Regions from separate parts of the Bos taurus genome. Here region 1 is linked to region 2. Evidence: chromatin contacts called from public Hi-C data. All regions are on one chromosome and are shown on one strand. Each heading gives the region's core, a stretch centred on a gene start, on an enhancer-like site or on the middle of the called end of the contact. The rest is flanking DNA. Distances are from core to core; before and after follow the strand shown.

What was found. A called contact is a pair of places that touch in the nucleus more often than the background predicts.
Region 1: a Hi-C map of liver shows a contact between it and region 2, with 2.9 times the contacts expected there. The contact joins the enhancer-like site here to the promoter of C6H4orf19 in region 2. A contact is called at or near these places in 3 of 11 Hi-C or Micro-C datasets (liver, skeletal muscle and an unstated tissue).

What each region holds. Positions count from the first base shown.
Region 1 is chr6:56,919,531-56,925,008 of ARS-UCD2.0, reverse strand. The region is part of intron 2 of C6H4orf19 (chromosome 6 C4orf19 homolog); the gene reads right to left. Among named protein-coding and RNA genes, the nearest start is that of C6H4orf19, 72 kb to the right of the region's middle. Within about 2 kb of position 3,243, at least 11 of the 102 cell types and tissues checked have an H3K27ac peak or open chromatin away from gene starts, as enhancers often do. A contact at or near this core is called in liver, where this site is marked.
Region 2 is chr6:56,849,249-56,854,623 of ARS-UCD2.0, reverse strand. C6H4orf19 (chromosome 6 C4orf19 homolog) reads right to left here and starts at 4,033. Exons shown (of 4, transcript NM_001104973.1): 1 at 3,961-4,033. It overlaps LOC101906734, which reads left to right. Exons shown (of 5, transcript XM_059887893.1): 3 at 3,839-4,400.

The sequences.
Region 1 (5,478 bases), core at 1,994-4,493, 71 kb before region 2:
CTGGCCAGAGACTTCTGCTTCTCTCTGGCTGAGGTGCCTCATCTGTGCAGAGAGTGGAAATGGCTAGCTGCAGGCACTTGCAGTCTGGACTGGACGCAGGCAGCTGAATAAGATTTCAATAGGAATTGTTTGCCTTTTCTTTCCTAGATACTTAAAGTCAGTAGAGTTACAGTTTTTTTGGAAAAGGATAACATGTGAGTAGGGAGGACACTGGTTACCTGGAATACCTTCACATATCTAAAATCACCGATTCAGTATTCGCAAACTAGTCTCTGTGCCAGACCTTTCCCTGACTCTGGGAGTTACATATGTCATCTTCATTTTGTAAATGAGGGAAAACAGGTTAACCAATGCCAGAGAAAGAAAGGTGGGATTGAAAAGGACCTGTGTTTTCTTCCATTGCCTTCTCCATGGGACTTGGACTTAACCAGGGTGTTAAGCCCTGGTGCAGCAGTAGGCGCTACAAGAGAGCAGAGAGGCTTCCTTGCCCAGGGGTTTCAGTACTAGAGGATGTCCTGGGCTCCCCTGGTGGCACTAGTGGTAAAGAACCAGCCTACTAATGCAGGAGATGTAAGAGATGTGGGTGTGATCCCCTGGGTCAGGAAAATCCCCTGGAGGCGGGCATGGAAACCCATCCCAGTGTTCTTGCCCTGGAGAATCCCATGGACAGAGGAGCCTGGTGGGCTTTGGTCCATGGCGTTGTAAAGAGTAGAACACCACTGAAGCGACTTAGCACAGCAATAGAGGATGTCAGGATAGGGCAGAGGATCCCAGCTACAGATCCATGTTCCATGTTACAGACCCGTGGAAGTTACAGTTGAGTCATCATCACAAGCTTTATGTGGACTAAAGTGAAGTCACTGTCATGTCCGACTCTTTGCGACCCCATGGACTGTGTAGCCTAACCAGGCTCCTCTGTCCATAGGATTTTCCAGGCAATAGTACTGGAGTGGATTGCCATTTCCTTCTCCAGCGGATCTTCCCTACCCAGGGATGGAACCCAGGTCTCCCGCATTGTAGACAGACGCTTTACCGTCTGAGCCACCAGGGAAGTCCATGTGGACTAAACTGCTCCTGTTTTGCCTTTCCCATCACAAGGCATGGACGCTGAACATCACAAGGTCAAAGACATGCCCCTTGGGGCTTCCTGGTGGTGGATGGATTTACCTCTGTGCTGCTTTCATTTCCCGCCTGCCTTCTGTCCCCTGCCGGTTCCCAAGTTACATTTTTTCCCCTCAAGATTGCCCTTTGAATGAAACCTTCTATTCATGTAGAAACCAACCATGTTGTTCTGGTCTTTTCTCTGAAAATCCTAGAAATTAGCATGGAAGAATCTTTAAGTCATCCTCCATGTCTAATAGTTACCAACTTGAAGCAGACAAGCCAATGACAGAATTGAAAGCCCCAGTCCCTTTGTCTCCATAAGAAGCGCATGCTAGAGAGAGAGAGGGATCACTTATTGTTTCTGTTTTGGTTTTTCTTTCCTCTATTTTTTGATCTTGCCACTCAGCACACAGGATCTTCGTTCCTTGACCAGGGATCAAACCCGTGCCCCCAGCAGTGGAAGCCTGCCTGGTGTCTTAACCACCTGACTTCAGGGAAGTCTCAGGGATTGTTCATTGTTGGCTGTGTCACTGCCTTCTCTGTTCTCTCTCCTTCCTTCTTTCAATCATGAATGGATTTCCAAGGATTCTACTTTATAAGCCTTTAACCACAGAGAAAATGACCAGTACCATTTAAGAAGTATAGATTAGCTGGTTGATAAATCTAGAGGGAAGTAGTTTTATACCACCTCCCTCCCCAAAGATATCCAGTATCCACATCCTAATCTCTGAAACTTGTGACTGCTACCTCATATGACCAAAAAAACAAAAAAAAAGTCTTTGCATATGTGATTACAGGTTTGAGATGAGGAGACTGTCTGGATGATCTGGTTCTGGCCCTAGCTCTGCCCTGTAACTCTGGGCCTCAGCTATTTCATCTATAAATGGGGATAATGATGTATCTACCATGTAGCATTGTTGGGGATTATACGAGTTAACATTCCTAATAAGCATATACTTATTACTCAGCTCTGTCTGGATACAGCATGTTTGAAAAAAAAAAAAAAAAAAGCTTTTCACCTAAGGAAGAAGTACTCTAGTTGCCATGACATATGCCTACAAACAAGAGCATTAACAGTACCAAGTTATACCTGTTTCCAGATAAGGACCAAATGGTATATTTCTATCAACTGTGGCACCAACTGAAAGACACATACCCCAAGTGCAACAAGAGTTCCGCAAGACAGAAATCACAGTGGGCTTAGCCAGCAGTATGTGTACAACCTTTTCCTTTTGCAAAGCACTCTCAATGGAATCACTCCATTTTCCAAGCCCAGGGTTTTGTTTCCAGCCTCCGCTCCCCACTTACATCCATTTTCTGTAAATAATTCATATGTCAGCTTGATAAATCTGTTCAAGAGCCCCCTGTACCCCTCCTCCCTGCCATCACCCCCTCCCCTCCCTCCATCTCCACAACCTACTCTAAAATCCGGCCTCTTTCCACACTGGCAGTATCTTTGTTTATCTTGGAATCTGTTTTTAAAAAGTCAAGAGGATAGGAGGCAAGAAAAAGTCAAAGAAAAAAAAAAAAACAAAAAACAGGCTTTGAAGTGTTTGAGAGAGGGCAGACCGCAGTCTTAATAATGTAATTGAAGCAACTGCGAGGTATGAATCACTGAAAAATGTCAGGTAGGTCAACTTTAGGATCATGGGTTCAAGTGTTGTAGGTGGGGAAGGTTTCCTTCTGAACAGAAGAAAGAACAAAAGAGGCTGGTCTTGAGCAACACCTTGCTTTCCCAGTGTCTCCCAGGCTGACCAAGGTCGACCTGACCCCACCCTCTGCCCCTGTGGCTTTGGCCACACTCACAGCCATGCCGGGAACTGAGCTGACTGCTGAGATTCAACTTCTCTGTTTCTTAGAGAATTGACAAGTCACCTGTGCCTTTCACATTACCCTTCCCTCCTCGCCCACCTCCCTGGAAAACCACAGGATCTATATTTTTCTTCAAAGCCATGTAATTATAAAAGGTGTTTTGATGATCCTCCCCAGCCCCTCCACCTTTCACTGCCTCCCTTTAGGGTGCACTCTTGGGTTTCCTACAGACCTAGTCCTGTACCCGAGGGCCATGCCCTGCACCTCTCCCCAGCCCGGTGCCTCTTCCTGGTTAGAGGTCCTGCCCTCGCTCACACCCTGCCATCCTGTGTTCCCTTTTGCAGTGACATTCCTTCTCTCAGTGAGACAGGCTCTAAGGTCCAAGGTCGAGTGACTGCTGACGAAAAGGGTGGGGACTAATGCATTTACACCCAACCCCTGCCTGCCTGTGTCTACAATGATTCTTCCATAAATGATGATTCCTAACATCAAATCTGATTTATTTCTCTTTTCATGTGTCACTCCCACACCTATATCTTGCTTTTAGTGAGGTCTCCCATTTCCAGGTGCAAAAAGGAAATATTCCATGTCCATTTCCCATGGAAACAGGGAAACAAAATATACTCTTTTGAAGTAAGACTAAGTTCAAAATGGGCAGTTTGTCTTCTTTCCCTTCCCCGTCACTGTGACAACAGCTGGGTCAGAGGTGAGAACTCAGTTGTCCAGTGCCCTTTATTATGGAGCAGAAGCAGAATTTGCTTTGTCTTTGGAGTATAAAAGAGCAACAGAGAAGCAAAGGGCAAAGCAACCATCATCTGGTTTCCATAGGAGAAAAGCAAACACCATTAGGACGGTGTGTCCACCCACTTCGGCGCCTGCCCCTCCTGGAGTCCTGTGCTGGAGGTTGACTCTTGTCCTGTGTTTAGGGTTGAAATTAAACAGTCCTGTGTTTGAAGATGGTCATGCTAAGACCCCATCAGTTACTAGTCAAGTATTCTTGCTGGAAAATCCGGTTCCACAAGGGGGTTGGTGACGGAGGTAGGGAGAAATGAGGAGGCCAGGGGTGGGAGGGTAAGGGGCACAGGAGTTGTGCAACCAGGCAGAGAAATTAACTGAGCATTCATCAGGAAGTCAAGGAATACAGAAAGAGGCTCAACTCAGCTGGAAAGGGCTGCCTTTGAATAGTGATGATCTTAAAGAATGACACGCACAGGTCAACTGACACAGGACCAGCTTGTAGGCGTCCTACTGGCCCATCTGGAACAATGGGAGCATCGCAGCAAGCACAGACACAAAGGAGTGTAATACACTGACTAAAACAAGGATCTGCGAATCCTCAGGATATAAATCTAAAAAAGGGAGAGCTCTGACTTACAAGTAGAAAGCCTGCTAACAAACAGAATTATATAAATCACCATTAGACAACCATCACCTTAATAGTTGACTCAAGCAAGAATCATCAACAGATGTTTAGATCAGTGGGTAAAAACCTGAAGAAAATGGGATATTTAACCTCAAAGTATTGGCACTGGCCAAAAGTTTGCTTAGGTTTTTCATAACGTCATACCAATGAACTCGTTTGGCCAACCCCAATAGCTCCCCTATACATGTTTGGGGTAAAATAGTATGCTTACAGTGGAGGAACCTGGGTCACAGCACCAAAATCAAAGAACCAAGGGTAATACCGCGAGTAAGAGTTATACCGTGAGAGTAGTCAATAGCCTCAGAGGTGGCGCACCGGGAACTTGGCCTCACTTCTGTGATTTTTCTGTCAAAGAGTATTATCTGGATTGAAGCAGGAGGCAACACCAGTCAAACACAGCTTAAGGGGTATTTTGCAAAACAATTGGTCTGTACTCTTTCCAAAATGTAACTTTAGGAAAAAAAACAAAGACAGACTGTGGGACTATTACAGATTAAAGAAGACAAAAGAGACATGACATGAATGCAATGCATGATCTTTTGGTAACAGGTCATTATTGCCACAACTGGTGAAATCTGAATAAGGCCTGTAGATTAGGTAGTAGTATTAAATCAGTGTTAACGTCCTGCTTTTGATCATTGTACTGGGGCTATATGAGAGCATGCCCTTTTTCTTAGGAAGTATTTCACAGTGATGTATTTAGCAGTAGAGGGACATGGTGGTATCTGTAACTTATTAAAATAATTAAGGGAAAAAAATGTGTGTGTATGTGTGCACAGAGAAAGAAGAATAAAGCAAATGTAGTAAAGGTTAACATTTGGGGACTCTGAGTAACTGAGGGTCCTTTGTACTTTCCTTGCAATTTTTCATTGTCTGATATGATGTCAATATCAAAAGTTAAAAGGAAAAAAAAAACCCACTAATCTGATGTCAGTTTCTGTTCTGCTTGTTCCTGGGCTAGGACCCAATACCAACAGAAAACCATTGCGATTAAGCCATTCCCTCTAAAGAAGCACATGGGGAAAGGTCTTGGAAAGGAGCTCATCGAAAGCCCACTAAGCTTTCTGCATTTGGCTGTCATTCTGTGTATGTACTGAAGACCTTTTCTCAATAGCCAGCCCCAGGCACTAGAACTCTGA
Region 2 (5,375 bases), core at 2,784-5,283:
TGGGCTTCCCTGGGGCTTCCCTTGTGGCTCAGCTGGTAAAGAATCCGCCTACAATGTGGGAAACCTGGGTTCAATCCCTGAGTTGGGAAGATCCCCTGGAGAAGGAAAAGGCTACCCACTCCAGTGTTCTGGCCTGGAGAATTTCAGAGACTGACTCTGGAATTAACAAGTAAACTGCAAATACATCCAAATACATGTTGTATTAAAGAGTTATGCATGTGGCAGTGACTAGGATGGTTTTTCTTTTCTCACAGGCATTCAGCACCTCTAACATACCACTAGTACATGCTCTAACACCGCCCTTAGCAAATAGAATGCAGTCTTCCCTGTGATATATGGCAGGCCATAAGGTAGGCAATTTATAAGAAAAAAAAAAGACTGTTACACCCACTTCCATTATGTTACATAGTCAAAAGTCAGGGTATTTTTATTCCTGGGAGGAATTAAACTAAATTAGGAATAAGGGAGCAACTGTTTATCTTAATTTTGCCTTTGGATAGTACTTTAGTTGTTAAGTTGTATCTGATTCTTTGCAATACCCTGAAGCCTAGCCCACCAGGTTCCTCTGTCCATGGAATTTCACAGCCAAGAACACTGGAGTGGGTTGCCATTTCCTTCTCCAGCCCATCTTACTGAACCAGGGACCAAACCCATGTCTTCTGCATTAGCAGGCAAAATTCTTTACCACTGAGCCACCAGGGAAGTCCCTATGTGTATAGTTAAGTCTGTATAAAGAGGCACAAGGTTGTTGAAAGGGTGAAAAAAAAAAAAATCAGCTCACTCTGTATCAAAAACTTTCTTTTGTGATAGAAACGAACTAGGTGGGGCCCCAGAGTAGCTCCGTTCAATAGGGACAACATTGCAATGGGAAGTGGCTTCTGCTTATGTACCTGGAGCACACGTATTTTGAAATGACATGTAAACTAACTTCAGAGACTTGAATCATCTGGTATTTTTTGAGTTAATATCTTAAATACCTTTGCCCAAGTATCTTTTGAGTCAATTCACCCTCTCCTCTGGGGGGATTTTTCTCAGCACCCACCTTGCTTGTATCTTCCCCATTTCATTCTCACTGCAGCGGAAGTGAAGTTTCTCAAATACAGATCTGCTCAGCTTAAAATCCTCTAATGGCTTTTCTGAAGACTGTAAGACCCCTGAAGGCAAGGACTGTATTCCTAGTACCTGGTCGAGTGTCTACAAATATGCTGTCTCCAAGACCAGGTTGGGGTTTCATTCAATTTTCGAGAGCTGTTTGTACATGGAGTTTTACTGCCCATGGGAAAATGTGAGACATGATACCCTTTGCCTTATGTTAATACTGTTCACTGCAGCTCAGAAGAGTCTTTTCGAAGATGCTTGATAACACTGAATTAGCATTTGAGGTATTTAAGTCTTTGCTTGAGGATATACATTCACCTGATGGGCGTGTTGCAAGTATTCTTTAGGGTAGGGTCATTTTGGTGATATGTGTTCCTCTTGAAGATTCCAAACTCTTTGGGACCATGATTTTCTCAGATTAGAAAGGGGAGAGTAGATAGATTTCATTTTCATTTTATTTTCTTAAATAGCATTCAGGTAATAACCAGACTATGAGACTGTAACAGGATGACCCGTCTGACTGGCAGATGGGTGACAGCTCAGGTCTGCCTGAGGATGAATCTATTAATTCCTCTTTTCTAGATACCCAGTAAATCTATCTGCCACCAATAATCAAAATGCGTGCTGTATATGAGTTCTAAGTCACTTCAGTCGTGTCCAACTCTTTGCTATCCCATGGACTGTAGCCCGCCAGGCCCCTCTGTCCATGGAATTCTCCAGGCAAGAACACTGGAGTGGGCTGCCATGCCCTTCTCCAGGGGATCTTCCCAACCCAGGAATCAAACCCGCGTGTCTCTTATGCCTCCTGTATTGGCAGGTGGGTTCTTTACCACTAGTGCCACCTGGAAAGCCTCAATGCAATACCCTCAAAGAGAGAGAGAGAAAAGGGAGCTAGGTTCTGTTTTCCGAAGATCCGAAAAGAGTTCAAGATTCTGAGTTACTAAAAAGAACTGTAGAACTAGGGGAATCTGACAGTCCAGGTGGAGGAAAGTCAGCTACCAAGAATTGGTATTTAACTATTTGGAAATTGAAGTCCATTCCTGGAAGCACAATCAATGGGCTCCCAGGGCACCAAGGGCAGAGCAGTTCCTGGAGCAAGGAGGATAGCCCCTGCTCTGCCCTTGGGCAGATGCTGGATTCGGGCCAGAGCTTAGCTGGGTTGTTTCCAGGTTCAGACAGGGACTAGGTGGGAAGTTAGAGGGACTGTTCCATTCCTAGGCTAATGAACATATTTAGTTGATACTCAAGCTACTGTTTTGTTTTAAATTCCAGATATGTAAAAGCTCTTTAGAATCTAGCTAAGACTGGCCGACTTAATCTGTAGATGTCATTACACATCTAAATCTTCAGAACCTTTGAGAACCACACCCCAGGGTCAGATGCCTTGAGATAGGTGCTTATTGCATACTTGCTGAATCAAAGAACAAGATCATGATGGGCACAGAGTGAGCCAAGAAGAAAAAGCAGCAGAACCCCGCCTCTGTCAGTGTCTGCTCCATTTCACCTCTGTGATCAAGGCAGTTTCCTATAACTAACTCTTCACACTTTAGTGAAATACAAGCTACCCCAGAACTTTACTTGACCTTCAGAGCCTTGTAATTGTTTCAGTGGTCTGCCTCATGACTGTTAGGCTGTCCCAGAGACCTGAGTGCTTAGCCTTAGAAGACTTTAACATGTCTCCTTAAAACAGTGTCATCTTGAGGATTCTGTGGGGGAATAACCGGCAAATAACAGAATCTACTGTCTTTAAAAGAAGCGACAACTTTCCCCTTCTTTCTCATTCAACTCTCAAACATTTCTTAAATAGCCTGTTTACAACCACCCAGTAACATTCACAAGCCATGGTGAGAAGTGCCATCAGTAATTCTCTCTGATATTGACAGAAAGAAAATAAGCATCCTATTCTTCAATAATTTGAACCACCTCATGGAACACTGACTTCCTCTAAATTCACTGGGCAAACATCTATACCACAATGGAAAATAAGATGTACTAAATTACTAAAGGGAGTTTTTGTTCTGTTTTTAAGGTTAATTGCAGGGCTTGAGGGGAAAAAAAAGATTTTTGTCTTATATCTTTGGAAAATTCGTTCAGTGGTGGTTTATGAAAATTTCACCTCATCTGGACTCCCAAGGTCACTGAGACCCAAGTAACTGACCTGGGAGATATTTGCCTAATTATTAAATATTCAGCAAACCATGTGTGACCATTTAACCGTTTGCACCTGGGACCCGCCTTCAACACGCGTTGCTTCCTAGCACTGCCCCCCTCTTCCACCCCTACTCATCGCCACCCAGGGCGCTAGCACCCCTGAAAGAGCAAAATCCTGGGACTCAAGGACATTTCAAAGAAACAACGGCGGTCACCGTCCATTTCCGTTTTCCTTAAAAGAAAAAAAACACTCAGATGCTTAAAAATGGGGGAAAGACGGGGTTCTTAGAAATAGTGGGAAATCTTTTGCAGTTTTTCCAATCCAAGTTCTCAGGCACTCTTGAAAGTTCATTAATTAGAGATTTAAACACAAAAGTGTTTCGCACACCAATTAGATGCCAAGCTTTGTAAGCTGTCTTGGTGTTCAGTTTGGGGGAGTTAGTAAAAGTCCCCCCACCTCACCCCATTCTGCATTTTGCCTCTCTTCCAGAGCCTTTTCTTGAATGACCTGACCTTTCCAAAGCAATCAAACTGAGAATTGCCTCACTCCCACCCCCCACTTTTTCCCTCATGGCAAAAGGAAATAAAGACGTAAAAATACCCGGCGAGAGAAGTGGGGGCAATTAAGCCACAAAGCCGAGCCCCGCAGAAGTCAAGCTCTGGTGCTGCTCGTGGCGGGGCGGAGAGCGCGGGGCTGGAGACGGTCCCTACCTGGGGCTGCGGCGGCGGCGGCGGCGGCGGGGTCCTGGCGCCCATGGCTTCGCCGGCCTCAGGCGGCCGCGCTGGGAAACGCCGGCGGCTCAGTGCCGCCCGGACCCGCGGCGCTCGCAGCTGCCGCCGCGGCGCCGTCATTGGGCCCGCGCGTCACGTGGCCTGGCCGGCGGGCGAGCCTCCAGGGCCTGCGTAACCCTTTACCTGCGCTGCCCGCGCCGCTCCAGAGGGCTCCCCGAGCCCGACTACTGACTCCCCACACCCCCGCCCCGGAACCCAGGCTGGCCTCCGGGGCGCACCCAAGCAGAAAATCCCGGAGCTCGGCTTCTGATCGTCGACACTCAGGCTGCATGCCAGCCGCCCGCTCGCTCGGGGAAACTTTTTGGTGCCTACTTTACCGTCATGCTGCGGGGAGAGGGGAGCTTCCTAAGATGCGGGACGTAAGTGAGGAGATACATAAGTGCACTCCCTGGCAAACTGATGTATCCCCCCTTCTTCCCGTGAACTTGTGGTTTTGTTTCCTCCCTCGTTCTGGCAAGTGCGTGCCTGGCGTACGCACTGTCGCCTGCTTTAATGGATAAATATTCTGGGAAAGAGCGCAGACGCTACCAGGATGAGAATTCCCTGGGAAGTTGCATAGCCTCTCCGGCACCCTGGAGACCGCGGTGGGAGTTTAACGAAGTCATGCTCCCCCTGTTCCCCACTTTGCCTCTCTGTTCCTGGGGTGTTGGAACCTCGGCTGCCACACTCCGTCTACCATTCTGAGCTCCAAGCCTGAGCTTGTAGCCATCCACACACTTACGGTGGGTTGATTTACCCTAAAATAGAACTTAAGTGTTGGAGATTCTTTTCACCTGTGCGCCAAAGTGCGTCGGTGTTGGCCTTAACAGGGAAATCTGTTAAGCAAGGGCGCCACCTAGCTTGTCCTTTTCTCTCTTTGCCCTTCATTCGTTCATTCAGAGAGCGTCAGCATGAAACAGTAGGCTGGAGAAGCAACAGGGAAGGATGCCATTTAAAGATGTAATCTGTCCACTCCAGTGATTCCAGCGCTATTTACATGACAACGTTTGTCACACTTTACGGGGAAAACTCCTTTTTTGAATCATTCCACTTATGTAGTGGCTGCATGTTTTAAAATGATAGATTATTAGGGATGTTACATACTGTTTTGGGCTTCCCAGGGGGCGCTAGTGGTGAAGAGCCTGCGTGCCAATGGCAGGAGACATAGGAGACACTGATTCCACCCCTGGATTGGGAAGTTCCCCTGGAGGAGGAAATGGCAACCCACTCCACTATTCTCTCCTGGAGAATCCCATGGACAGAGGAGCCTGGCAGGCTACAGTCCTTGGGGTCGCAAAGAGTCAGACACGACTGAAGGGACTTAGCACACGTGCATGCTGTTTTACATTACTTTC